3 separate regions of the Mus musculus genome follow, and regions 1 and 3 are each linked to region 2. A link is a contact called in public HiChIP or PLAC-seq and Micro-C data. All regions are on one chromosome and are shown on one strand. Each heading gives the region's core, a stretch centred on a gene start, on an enhancer-like site or on the middle of the called end of the contact. The rest is flanking DNA. Distances are from core to core; before and after follow the strand shown. Region 1 holds the start of Sec11a (SEC11 homolog A, signal peptidase complex subunit). Region 2 holds the start of Rps17 (ribosomal protein S17). Region 3 holds the start of Homer2 (homer scaffolding protein 2).

Evidence for each region. Hi-C and Micro-C count contacts between places; a contact is called where the count stands out from the background. HiChIP or PLAC-seq counts read pairs in DNA pulled down with a chosen protein or histone mark.
Region 1: a contact with region 2 is called in an H3K4me3 HiChIP or PLAC-seq map of embryonic stem cells, with 13 read pairs. The contact joins the promoter of Sec11a here to the promoter of Rps17 in region 2. A contact is called at or near these places in 13 of 39 promoter capture datasets (the 3T3-L1 cell line, 3T3-L1-derived adipocytes, the C10 cell line and 8 more), 2 of 484 Hi-C or Micro-C datasets (embryonic stem cells and muscle stem cells), 15 of 115 datasets of contacts at active chromatin or transcription factors (the SCID.adh cell line, astrocytes, bone marrow-derived macrophages and 9 more) and 2 of 9 other capture datasets (adipose tissue and embryonic stem cells).
Region 3: a contact with region 2 is called in a Micro-C map of embryonic stem cells, with 2.4 times the contacts expected there. The contact joins the promoter of Homer2 here to the promoter of Rps17 in region 2. A contact is called at or near these places in 7 of 39 promoter capture datasets (the 3T3-L1 cell line, embryonic stem cells, hippocampal neurons and 3 more), 1 of 484 Hi-C or Micro-C datasets (embryonic stem cells) and 2 of 115 datasets of contacts at active chromatin or transcription factors (both in embryonic stem cells).

The regions. Positions count from the first base shown.
Region 1 is chr7:80,946,111-80,949,484 of GRCm38.p6, reverse strand. It overlaps Sec11a (SEC11 homolog A, signal peptidase complex subunit), which reads left to right and starts at 1,935. Exons shown (of 6, transcript NM_019951.1): 1 at 1,935-2,083. The coding sequence starts at 2,033.
Region 2 is chr7:81,343,940-81,347,425 of GRCm38.p6, reverse strand. Rps17 (ribosomal protein S17) reads left to right here and starts at 2,192. Exons shown (of 5, transcript NM_009092.3): 1 at 2,192-2,224; 2 at 2,418-2,569; 3 at 3,010-3,115. The coding sequence starts at 2,222. It overlaps Cpeb1 (cytoplasmic polyadenylation element binding protein 1), which reads left to right. Exons shown (of 12, transcript NM_007755.5): 12 at 1-400.
Region 3 is chr7:81,705,374-81,708,817 of GRCm38.p6, reverse strand. Homer2 (homer scaffolding protein 2) reads left to right here and starts at 1,893. Exons shown (of 9, transcript NM_001164086.1): 1 at 1,893-2,059. The coding sequence starts at 2,055. It overlaps Gm32579 (a long non-coding RNA gene), which reads left to right. Exons shown (of 2, transcript XR_391652.2): 2 at 95-666.

The DNA of each region.
Region 1 (3,374 bases), core at 686-3,185, 400 kb after region 2:
GGACAGAAACAAACACAAAACAATCCAAAAAAACCCCACAAAAACCCAGGAGGGCTTAAAGTTTCCAAGTGCTGGGATCACAGGCATGTACCATCTGTTCTAGCAACAACCTAAATGGTTTGTGTGTAAGTGCATGTGTGTATGTGTGTGTGCATGGATGCACACTCTCGTGCATGTGTGTGTTCGCATGCCTGTGGAGGCCAGAGGACAACTTCTGGTATTGTGACTCAGCTGTTGTTTACTTATTAGAAAAATTTAGAGATTTTATTTTTGCAATTTTAAAATTATGTTTTTGTGTGTGTGCCTGGGCATGGGTGTGTGCATATGAATATGTGTCCATAGAGTCCAGAAGAGGGTGCCAGATCCCTTGGAGCTGGAGTTACAGGTTAGCTACTAAAAATGGGTGCTAGGAATTGTACTGGAGTTCTCTGGAAGAGCAGCCAGTGCCAGGGATCTGTCTGTCTCTGCCTCCCAGCACTGACATTACAAATCTATGCTACTATGCCCAGCTTTTTTTTTTTTTTTTTTTTTTTTTGGTAGCATCTCTCTATTATGAATCTCTGGCTGTCCTGGAATTCACTATTTAGACCAGGCTGGCCTCGAACTTGCAGAGATCTACCTGTCTTCCCCCCATCACCCACTTGTACGAGATGCTTTTAAAGCTTCCCAACTAAATAGCTTATTCACCTTTTTTGGACCCACAGGATTTTGAGCTGCTCTTGGGGCTCTTCAAGGCACAAAATACAGGGTCAAAGCTCATTCCCACTTAATTTGAACTTAGGTTGAATTTAACACTGACAAGCTTATGTGAAGGTTTCTACTAGCCAGAATTTAGATCGAGAACCACATCAACAGTTATTAATGAAGAAGTCATTCTGATACACATATCTGGTACTGTCACGGAAGCTGGGATACCTATGGGGCACCCCATGGGGGTTTCTATGTATTTTCTTTTATAAAACTTTCTAACTTGGAAATTCTAAACATTTCCTATCCCATCTCAGTAAATGTAAGGTTTCTACTAATAGTTGAAGATAGTCTTTCTCTCTTTCCTCTCTTTAAATTCAAGTACTGATTTTGTGCCTTATACATGCCAGCTGTGCGGCCACCACTGGGAATTTAACAGTGAACAAGACATCAGCGGTTTCCTTTCCATTCTCACACCTACTTTATTGTGCTATAATTCACATACCATACAGTCCACTAAGGCGCACAATTCAATGGTTTTAGTATATACATGGAGTTGTACATCTATCACCCACCAAAAGAAACCCCATGGCAATGATGTCACTTCTAATCCCCGCCCCTGTGAAAATTTGCGGGTCAAATAAATGGCTCACATCCAAGTGTCAGGAGACAAAGCAAATCACTGTTGGTAAAGGTCAAAACTGAGACGGGTCTTCCTGGCCACCTGCACCACCAGTGCCCTCATGACACTAAGGCATCTTGTGATCAATTGGCGTGTGTGTGTGTGTGTGTGTGTGTGTGTGTGTGTGTGTGTGTGTGTGTATACAATGCTTTAAAAGACACACACAGCTTCCGGTAGCGAACCGCAGCGTGCTCCACCTGAGAACAAACAGCAAGGCACCACGTCCCGAGCCACACCCGTGCCCCAGCAGCACGCAGGAAGACACCGACTTCGCGCTGGCGCAGACTCGGCTTCCGATTGGCCAGGCCTGTCCAAGGGCCCGCCTTCCGCACGCTGTGGGCTTAGCTAACCTAGGGTCACTGTCTTCGGGAGCCGCCGCGCGGGCTGAGCACAGAAAGCAGCCTTCAGCCGGTTCTCGGCCGGAGAAGGCTACGGTCCTTTTTTGACAAGGCCAGGCCCTGGGCTGTTCTAGGGGGCTCACAAGTCATTCTTTGTCCATTCTCTGCTCAGAAGGGAGGAGCTTCGCCTGCTCCCGCCCCGGAAGCGGAAGTGCAGGCATCAGGGGGTTCTGTCCACGGTGAGCCCGGCCCGTGTTGCAGCGGTCCCTCTTGGTGGTTCTATCGCGCCCTCTTGGCTGCTAGTTGTCGCGCTCTCCATCTCACCATGCTGTCTCTAGACTTTCTAGACGATGTGCGGCGGATGAACAAGAGGCAGGTGAGACGGGCCGCCCTCTCTCTCTCTGCCAGGGTTCCTCTGGTCTCTTTGCCGTTGCGGGGCGCCCCGCGGATCTCTGGGCGGGATTGAGGGCCTGCGTGGGTCGGTTGCCTGTATGGATCATTTCTTTCTTTGCAGACTGTAGGTAGCCAAGACCTCTTTGCCCCCATTCATAGCACCAGATTCGGGGGACCGAGAGGGAAGGAGAGAACCTTTGCGATCCCTTCCCCCCGAGGAGGCAGGGGAGTAAGTGAAAACTATAGGGCGCTTTGTAAGTGGGAGTTTGGGACACTGTAAAGCGGCAGACTTAACCGTTTCTGGTGGGGCTCTGGGGAAAGCCATTACAGGTCCCACAGGAGCCGTTGTGTTGCTTTCATTGTGTAGCCACCTTTCAGCCCAGCTAGACCTCAGTGAGCTTCATCCATTTTAACTAGGGTCACTCTAAGCTCGGAGTTGAATCTGTTATACCACTTGTGTGCCAGTTTCCTTGGCAGAAAGGTGACAGTCCACTGAATCTTTGATGATAGATGTCAGTGGAACAGAAATCTTGAAACTTAAATCAGATTTTATCCTTCAGTCTTGCTGTCTTCTAGCTCATGTGTTAGAAGGTACTGAGAACACGGTCACCTTTTTGTCTCCTGAACCGAATGTTCTGGTAGCAATTGACCTTTTCCCTGCCTCCCTACCCCCCTCGTATTTTGGTATTAAGAATTGTCTCATTTAAAGATTTGGTTTATTTTGGAACAGGACTTTGTTTTGCCCTGTTTATAATTATTACATAGAAAAGTAGGTCCGTCTCTTCTTAGACATACATACAAAATTGTGAGACATTCCAGTCAGAACAGCTTTAAGGAGTAGCTGTCACTTAACTGTCTTCTGTATGGACTCCTATTTCGGTGATGGGGATCAATACCAGGGCCTTGCATTCATCACAGGCTACCAGAACCGCGCTTCTAGTTTTGAAAGACCTTATTTTTATTACTTTATTTCGAGACAGAGTCTTGCTATGTAGTCCTCCTGCCTCAGCCTCATGAGAGGTAGATTTATAGATATATGTCACAACATGGCATCACTGGCTGGTATGACTCTGCCCTGTTGCCTGGAACTCACCGTGTAGCCCAAGCTGGCTTTGAGCTGGACTCCTGCCTTCGCATCTTGAGTCAGGGTAAATAACCGTATTTTCTTTTTTAAGTTTGTTTGATTGTTTTTCAAATGTGCTGAAAATCATTCCTAGCACTAGGCAAGTGATCTGTCACTGAGCACATGTATCCTCCATCTGGAAAGACCTTTT
Region 2 (3,486 bases), core at 943-3,442:
GCTGCTTTTTGGTGGGGGCAGGTGAAGGCTCACAGGAGCCCTTTCTCTTAGAGGGGCAAATACCCTTCCTTACAACTTTTATTTGACGAATGTATGAATCAACAGTTACAGTTGACAAAGACGCTACTGGAATTGAAAACTTGACTTTTCTTTTTAATTTAACGATTACTTGCCTCTCTTAGGGAAGCTGTGTGCCAAAGAGCCAGTGTCATAACCCCTCCCTCCTGCTGAGCTGATGTTGCATTGTTGCATATCCCAGCTACTCTGTGGGTTTTGTGAAGCTGTGTGTGAAGTCTCTACCTCATTGTTGTATATGCAGGCAAGACTGCACTCTCCTACAGATGTGTGGAGTAAGCTGTGGTGTAATTTTTTTGGCACATAATAAACACGTTGCAGCAGAGTTGTAGTTTTGTCTCTGTATCTGGGTGTGTGTGTGGTGGGGTGTGGTAGCAAGCAGGGAAGATTCCAGAGACCAGTCCTCTTTTCATGGATTTTCACTAATGGGATACCAGCCCAGAGGGATGGGAGGTACATGCGGAGACCTGCTCCTATATGGGACTTGTTACATCCTGGTCAGCCACTCTGGAGTGTCTAGTACCTGGGTGATTACAATCAGAATAGGAGGCCTGCCTGTACATTTTACTTCTTGGCCCCTCAAGGCCTCCTCCACATGGAGCCCTAGGAATGCTAGAGGCACAACTCCCAAGATGTCAGGAGCCATTTGCTGGCTGCTTTCCTGTGAGCCCTGACGTGTTCCTCCTTCCTCTTGGACACACTTGTGCTGATGTAATTCCTTTCTGAGTGGTTACTATTTTGCTTTTTTGATTCAGGGTCTTTCTTTGTGGCCTTGTCCTGGAACTCCTTATGTAAGCCAGCCTGGCCTCAAGCTCAGGAATTCTGCCTACCATTCATCCCACGTGCTGGGATTAAGGTATGCACCAGGACACGCTGCAGTGCTTTGTTTCTTCACAGCCCTTACACTAGCTTTTCTAACAGGCTCCATGGCTTCATGACAGGTCTGATGATTTTTCAAGTGGAGACGGCAGCATGCTGAACTGGTCCTTTGGGAAACTCTAGTCTGAGGGAGAGGGACTCCTAGGTACTTAAATCCTTGTAAGGTGCAAAAACTCACTACTCCTCAGAATCCAAGAGTTCTCTTCCTGCAAGACTGTAAGGTCTAGTCTTGCATCTGGAGCCTGGCCTCCACTTCATTGGGAATTCACTGGTAATGTACGATGCAACCCCCAGGGATTACAGACCCTTTGGTCTCTTCAGTATTCTTCCGGGTCCATGGTCAAGGACATCTTTTTTCCTCCCGCCATGAGCTACTTTTAGAGTAAGGACTTTCAGCTCTTCACCTAACCAGAGTGACGTAGATGAGTTGAAGGATGAAGCACAGCCTTGGCCCCTTGATACATGCCCTGTGGCCAGCACGGTCTCCTTAGGTTTGAGCGCAGGACCCTGTCCCAGGAAAGAGCTGGAGGAAAGGCCCTCTCTGGACAGATGAAGCCACTGGGTCGTAGCGTAAGAGCCTGCTTTGGGCTTGGTTATGGCAGAACAACCGGAAGAAGCTGAAGGTTGGAGATAGTGTCCCTACTAATCGGGAACAGTCTAGTTAACTGAGATCCTAATTTGTTGGTAAAAGTGTTTGAGACCTCTCTGTGAGCCAGCCACTGATTTAAGCACTCGAGGTTAGCCCTTCCTGTTTAGCTCAAACCTAGCTGAGAAAAGTAATTGTGCTCAGACATTTAAGAGCAGCTCGAATGGAATACTGTGCTGGGATGAGAAGAAAAGCCACTCTAGGTGATGTTTGCTGTGACACCAGGAAATGAGAGGAACCTCACCAATTAGGCTAGACCCTACTAATCTCTGACTAGAGGCGCGGGTAGGGTGGAAATCGGGGATGACCCTGTTTACTACTATGCCTTTCATAGCTCGGGCCTCCTTTAGGCTCCATCTCAGGACCTCAAAGTAACTCCTAGATTAAAACACACCGGACGCCCAAGAGAAGCACGGAACTATTTGGAGTGGAAACCAAGACGGCCGAGCTGCCGGCGTGCGCACGCGCAGACTTTCGCCCCGCCCACAGCCAGGCAGCCTCACTCCACTCCGCTAGGGGCCGCTGTGGGACTCTCGCGAGCCAGGCGGAAGCGGCTTTCTGGCCGCGCTTTATAGGCCTCTCTTGTGTTTCCTGTTTCCTCTTTTACCGAGACCCGCCAACATGGTAGGTGTTTGGCTCCCAGGGCTCTGTCCTTTTCAATCCTCGCCCATCCTCCGCTCGTCGCGGCCTCAAGTCCGCAGCGAGGGGCCGGCGCCGTCACCGGCGGCCTGGCGCGCTTCCGCATGAAGTCGTGCGCGCCGCGGCCCCTCCGCGGGAGGCGCGGGCTCCCCGGTGACTTTGCCCTCTCCACCCTCAGGGCCGCGTTCGCACCAAGACCGTGAAGAAGGCTGCCCGGGTCATCATCGAGAAGTACTACACGCGTCTGGGTAATGACTTCCACACCAACAAGCGCGTGTGCGAGGAGATCGCCATTATCCCCAGCAAGAAGCTTCGGAACAAGATAGCCGGGTGAGTGGGGGCCGCGGCCGCCGGAGAGCCTGCCCGGGCCGGTGCCTCCGCTCCCCCCAGACGGCCCGCCGAAGGGCTGGAGGTGTGCCTTGGCCACAGTGGGGTTTTGCCGACGTGGTCTTAGTTCGGGCTCCTTACGGTAGCTGAAGGCAGAGCTCCGGCCTCAAAACCTTACTGCTGTGGTCTCTGCTTCCCGCATTTTACCACTATGGCCGTGTTGTGCAAAAAAATAGCAGTGTTGTGTCCGTACGACGGATAAGACCAGTCGGGGTACATGACATTCGGAGGAGGGCTGGTGACGGCGAGTGAGGATGTAAGGAGTGGACATCTGAACAGTGCTGTGTGTGTGTCTGTGTGTCTTTCCGATGGTGAGACCGACCTTGATGTAGAGACAAAGTCGGTTCTGGTGGGAGGTGGTCACTGTTTCGCATTGCTTGTAGCTATGTCACGCATCTGATGAAGCGGATTCAGAGAGGGCCTGTGAGAGGCATCTCTATCAAGTTGCAGGAAGAAGAGAGAGAGAGGAGAGATAACTACGTTCCTGAGGTAAGATTTGTGGGTCTTCCTCTGCACCTCTTCCTGGGGGCTCACCTGAGGTGGGAACGCAGCTGGATGTCAGTGAAGTCTTAATCTATTTCCTCAAAATGATGAGAGATCCACCCACCTCGGCCTTCTGAGTGCTGGGATTAAAGGCGTGGGCCAACACACCCAGCCGAGGGTGCCTGTAATCAGCCGACCTTGAGCTTCTCTGCGAGGTCTAAATTCATTTTCACATGGGAGCCCAGTGAGAGTGCCTCCCGACGTGGTTAGCTTGACATCCAAGTGTGAACCCTGCTTTCTGAATGCACACTAGATGGTTCTGACACAAGAATAAAGTGGGCTGTGGTGGTGCACAGCTTTAGTTTCAGCATTTGGGA
Region 3 (3,444 bases), core at 644-3,143, 360 kb before region 2:
CCCCTCTTCCTAGAGTAGCTTGGAGAAGGTGAAGAAAGCACATCCCTTCCCAGACCTTGAGTTTGATCCACCCTTCCTCTCTCTCTTCCCTCAGAGCCTTCTACACAGAGGACAGCCAATTTAACCACAGAGCACTGGCTGCGATTCACCACCCCACCTGCTTGGCCTCATTGCATCCTGCCAAGGTGATGTGGGTGCACCCTGTCTATCTGAGGAGCAAAGAGATGGACCTCCCAGCCAGGGCTTGAACACCACTGGGCTCCTTTGCTCAGAGTCTTGTTTTCCATACCCCTAACACACATTTGCTGGCTCCTGCTTTTGATCCTCCTACTTCTGGCTTCTTTCTGGGACTTTACCAGTGACCCCTTCCCTTCAGCACCTTGGCACAGCCCTGGTCTTTGGAATTCAGCTTGTGTTAGAAGAACTTCCTCTGGGGCTGACTGTTCATTAGTCTTGGCTCTAAACAGAGTCACCTGTGTGCACAGATCCTGACCAATTTTGTATAGATAGGGCTTGGTCTGTTTACTTATTCATTCAACAAATATTGGTGGAAGACTTTGAATTCCCATTGTAGGTAGTAGAGGTTACAATTATGGGCAAAAAGCCACATCTTTCTAAGAGTTTGCAGGTGTGTCTGGAATATTAAACCAATAATTTTACACGAGATACTACTAACAGTAAGTGCAAGGAAGAAAAATGGACCGGAACAATGCCATCCACGGCCTTCGGTTAAGCCCCTAAGGGACGCGACAGTGTAACAGTGATCTGAAGCACATGTAGGAATGAAGGGGAAAAAAATCTTCCCAGACAGAAAGAAGAGCACGTGGGTAGGCTGAGAGAATGGCCAGCTGGCTGGAGTGCGGCGAGCAAGGGCAAAGTGAGAGGGCTGGAGGTGGTAGTGGACTGGCCAGGCTCATCCCAAGGACAGTGGGAGGGGAGCCTCAGATCAACTTGTATTTCAGAAATTACTGACCACCGTTTAGAAATGGGGTGGGTGCTCTTGTGAGGTGAAGGAGCTAGGTAGCTAGTCACAGTGGCCTGAAGGGAAATGAGGGCAGGGGCACGGTGGTGGCCCTATTCCAGTTGCTTGTCCTTGCCTTCTCCTCCCAGTCCCTGTCTGTCCAGAGATGCCAGGCTTGTGTGGGCAATGTGTGCTCAGCCGAAGACAATCCCGTGGAAGGCCCAGTGTGGGGTGATGGTTAGGTTGGCTCCAGTGCTGGCCTTTGGTAGGGAATCATAGCCAAGCTTAAGGAAGCCTCTCAAATTTTGCCAACTCGCTATGCTGAGGGTGTGCGTTTCTGTCTTTACCCAGGGAAGAGTTCAGGGAACCTGCTTTGGGCTACAGAATCCTCCTTGCCATCTTACCCTCCAGGATTTTAAGGCCACTCAGCCAGACAGGTGGGCAGGAAGACGAAGGTGGGCATTAAATGGGGTGGGGAGCAAATCGTGGTCCTGCCCATCTCAGACTCTGGAGACGTGAGATCTAATCTGAGACTGTGACCTTGGTCACATCATTTCTCCTCCCTGGGGGGCTTCGGTTCCCTCATCTGCAAACTAAAGGTGGCCAAAAAGTCCCTGCCAGCTGCGACTTCAAGTCCAGCAGGTGGGACATCCCGTCCGAGGCGCGGCGCCAAGCTTGGCAGGGCGCGCGGGTGCGGGGTCGACACAGGAGAGGAGGGGGCTGCTGGAAGAAGCGGCGACTGCGCGGCAGCGCGGGGGACGCTGCACACGCTGCCGCGCCCCCAGCTCCAGGCGGGCGGCGGCGGCCCGGGGGCCACGAGGTTACGTAAGGAGCGGGCGGGAGGGACCGGCGGCTCCGCCCGAGCGCGGCCGCCCAGCCCCCGGCCGCCCAGCCCCCGCCCTCCCGCCCGCCCGCGCCTGGCGGCGGCCCCGACACCGGCAGAGCAGCCGCGCAGCCGGCGGAATGGAACGGCGCCGGGGCTGAGCCGGGCGCACTCGGGCCGCCGCATGTGCCGCGCGGGGAGCAGCTGCCGAGCGGGCGGAGAGCGAACGCCAGGGGCCCCGTCGGAGCGGCCGCACGAGCAGCGCCGGAGATGGGGTGAGTGAGCTCGCGGAGCGCCCGCGAGGGGCTACGGGCCGCCGGTCGCGTGCTGCGGCGGGAGCTCGGGGCGCCCCCGGCCTGGGCGCGGACTTTGCGCCTGGAGCCCACGGCCCTTCCCGTCTCAGCCAGCCGGGCGCGGAGACACCTGGCGGGGACCCGCACCCGGGCTGGTCTCGGCGCCTCGGCCATTCCGCGGTCTCCTTGCCCCTAGCGCGAGCAACTCCAGGGCCTGGGTTTGTGAGTGTGAAAAGCAGTTTGCCTTTCTTCACGGCTGCATTTACAGCCAGCGACATAGAAATCGAAGTTTTCCTGGAAAGGAAACACACCCAATAATAACCCTTCAGCGTAGGAATAGTGGACTTGTAGGCAGCGTTGAGATGCGACAATCTGTTAGGCACCTAGGTGAGGCTCCAGATGCTTGGGAGGGAAGTTGGAGCACTCAGTTGAAGTGACTAATGCTCCTGAGTATATAAAGTAATTTTAAAAGCAGGATTGATTTCTCTTCGGCGTCTCTCCGAGCAGTAGGCGCTGTGAGTCAGGAGCCACTGTGCTAATAACACAGTAACTCTTTACATCTGCTCGCCGATGTGAGCGCACACTCATGGTGTTTCAGTCTCTATGCGAGATATGGTTTGTGTGCTTGCTCTCCACAAGAGGAAACTGAGGCCGGTTTAGTTGGGAGACTTCTCCCAGCTTGAACAGCTGATACATTTGTAAAAGGGGAATACTTAGTGTGTGGTTGCTCACCGGCAGAAGCTAGGCCACTGCCTGACTGGCCATGAGGATGGTTAAGGACATCAGAGGTCTGTCTTCTGCTGCTGAGCCCAGTGTTCTTCAAACAGCCTTTCATGGGGCCCAGAGGCCTCTGCTGTGTAGGTGGTCTAGAGAACTAGCTTCCCTTTGGGGATGGGTGCCATGGGAAGAGTCATGATCGCCCTGGTGGCCCCACCAGCCCCTATGGGGCAGTGGCTTTACTGTGCTTAGCTCCAGACAAGCCTCAGGAGTGGCTTTCTCCGTGGAGCTGGTAGAGTTTTGGAGGGAGCAGAGGCAAGCAAGGTAGAGCTCCGGGTAGGAGAGCAGATGGCTGTGGACGCCAAGATGGAACAAGGGGGACAGAGGGCCCATCGGAAGTTTGCTTAGGAATATTGATGCCTATCCAAGAGACTTATGTTGGACGACTGGGAGGCCAGAGATAGACAGTCATCCTACCCAGAAGGCAGATTTTTGTAACATTTTCAGCCATCTCTCAGCAGATATGAAAGAACTCATCTTTGAGCAGAAGGAATCTTTGAGACGCTCAGGTTTCATAGTTAAAAAACAAAAGCTTTGGGAAGGAGTTGGCACACGTGGAAGGTAAAAGGACCTGGTGATTTTAACTCTTC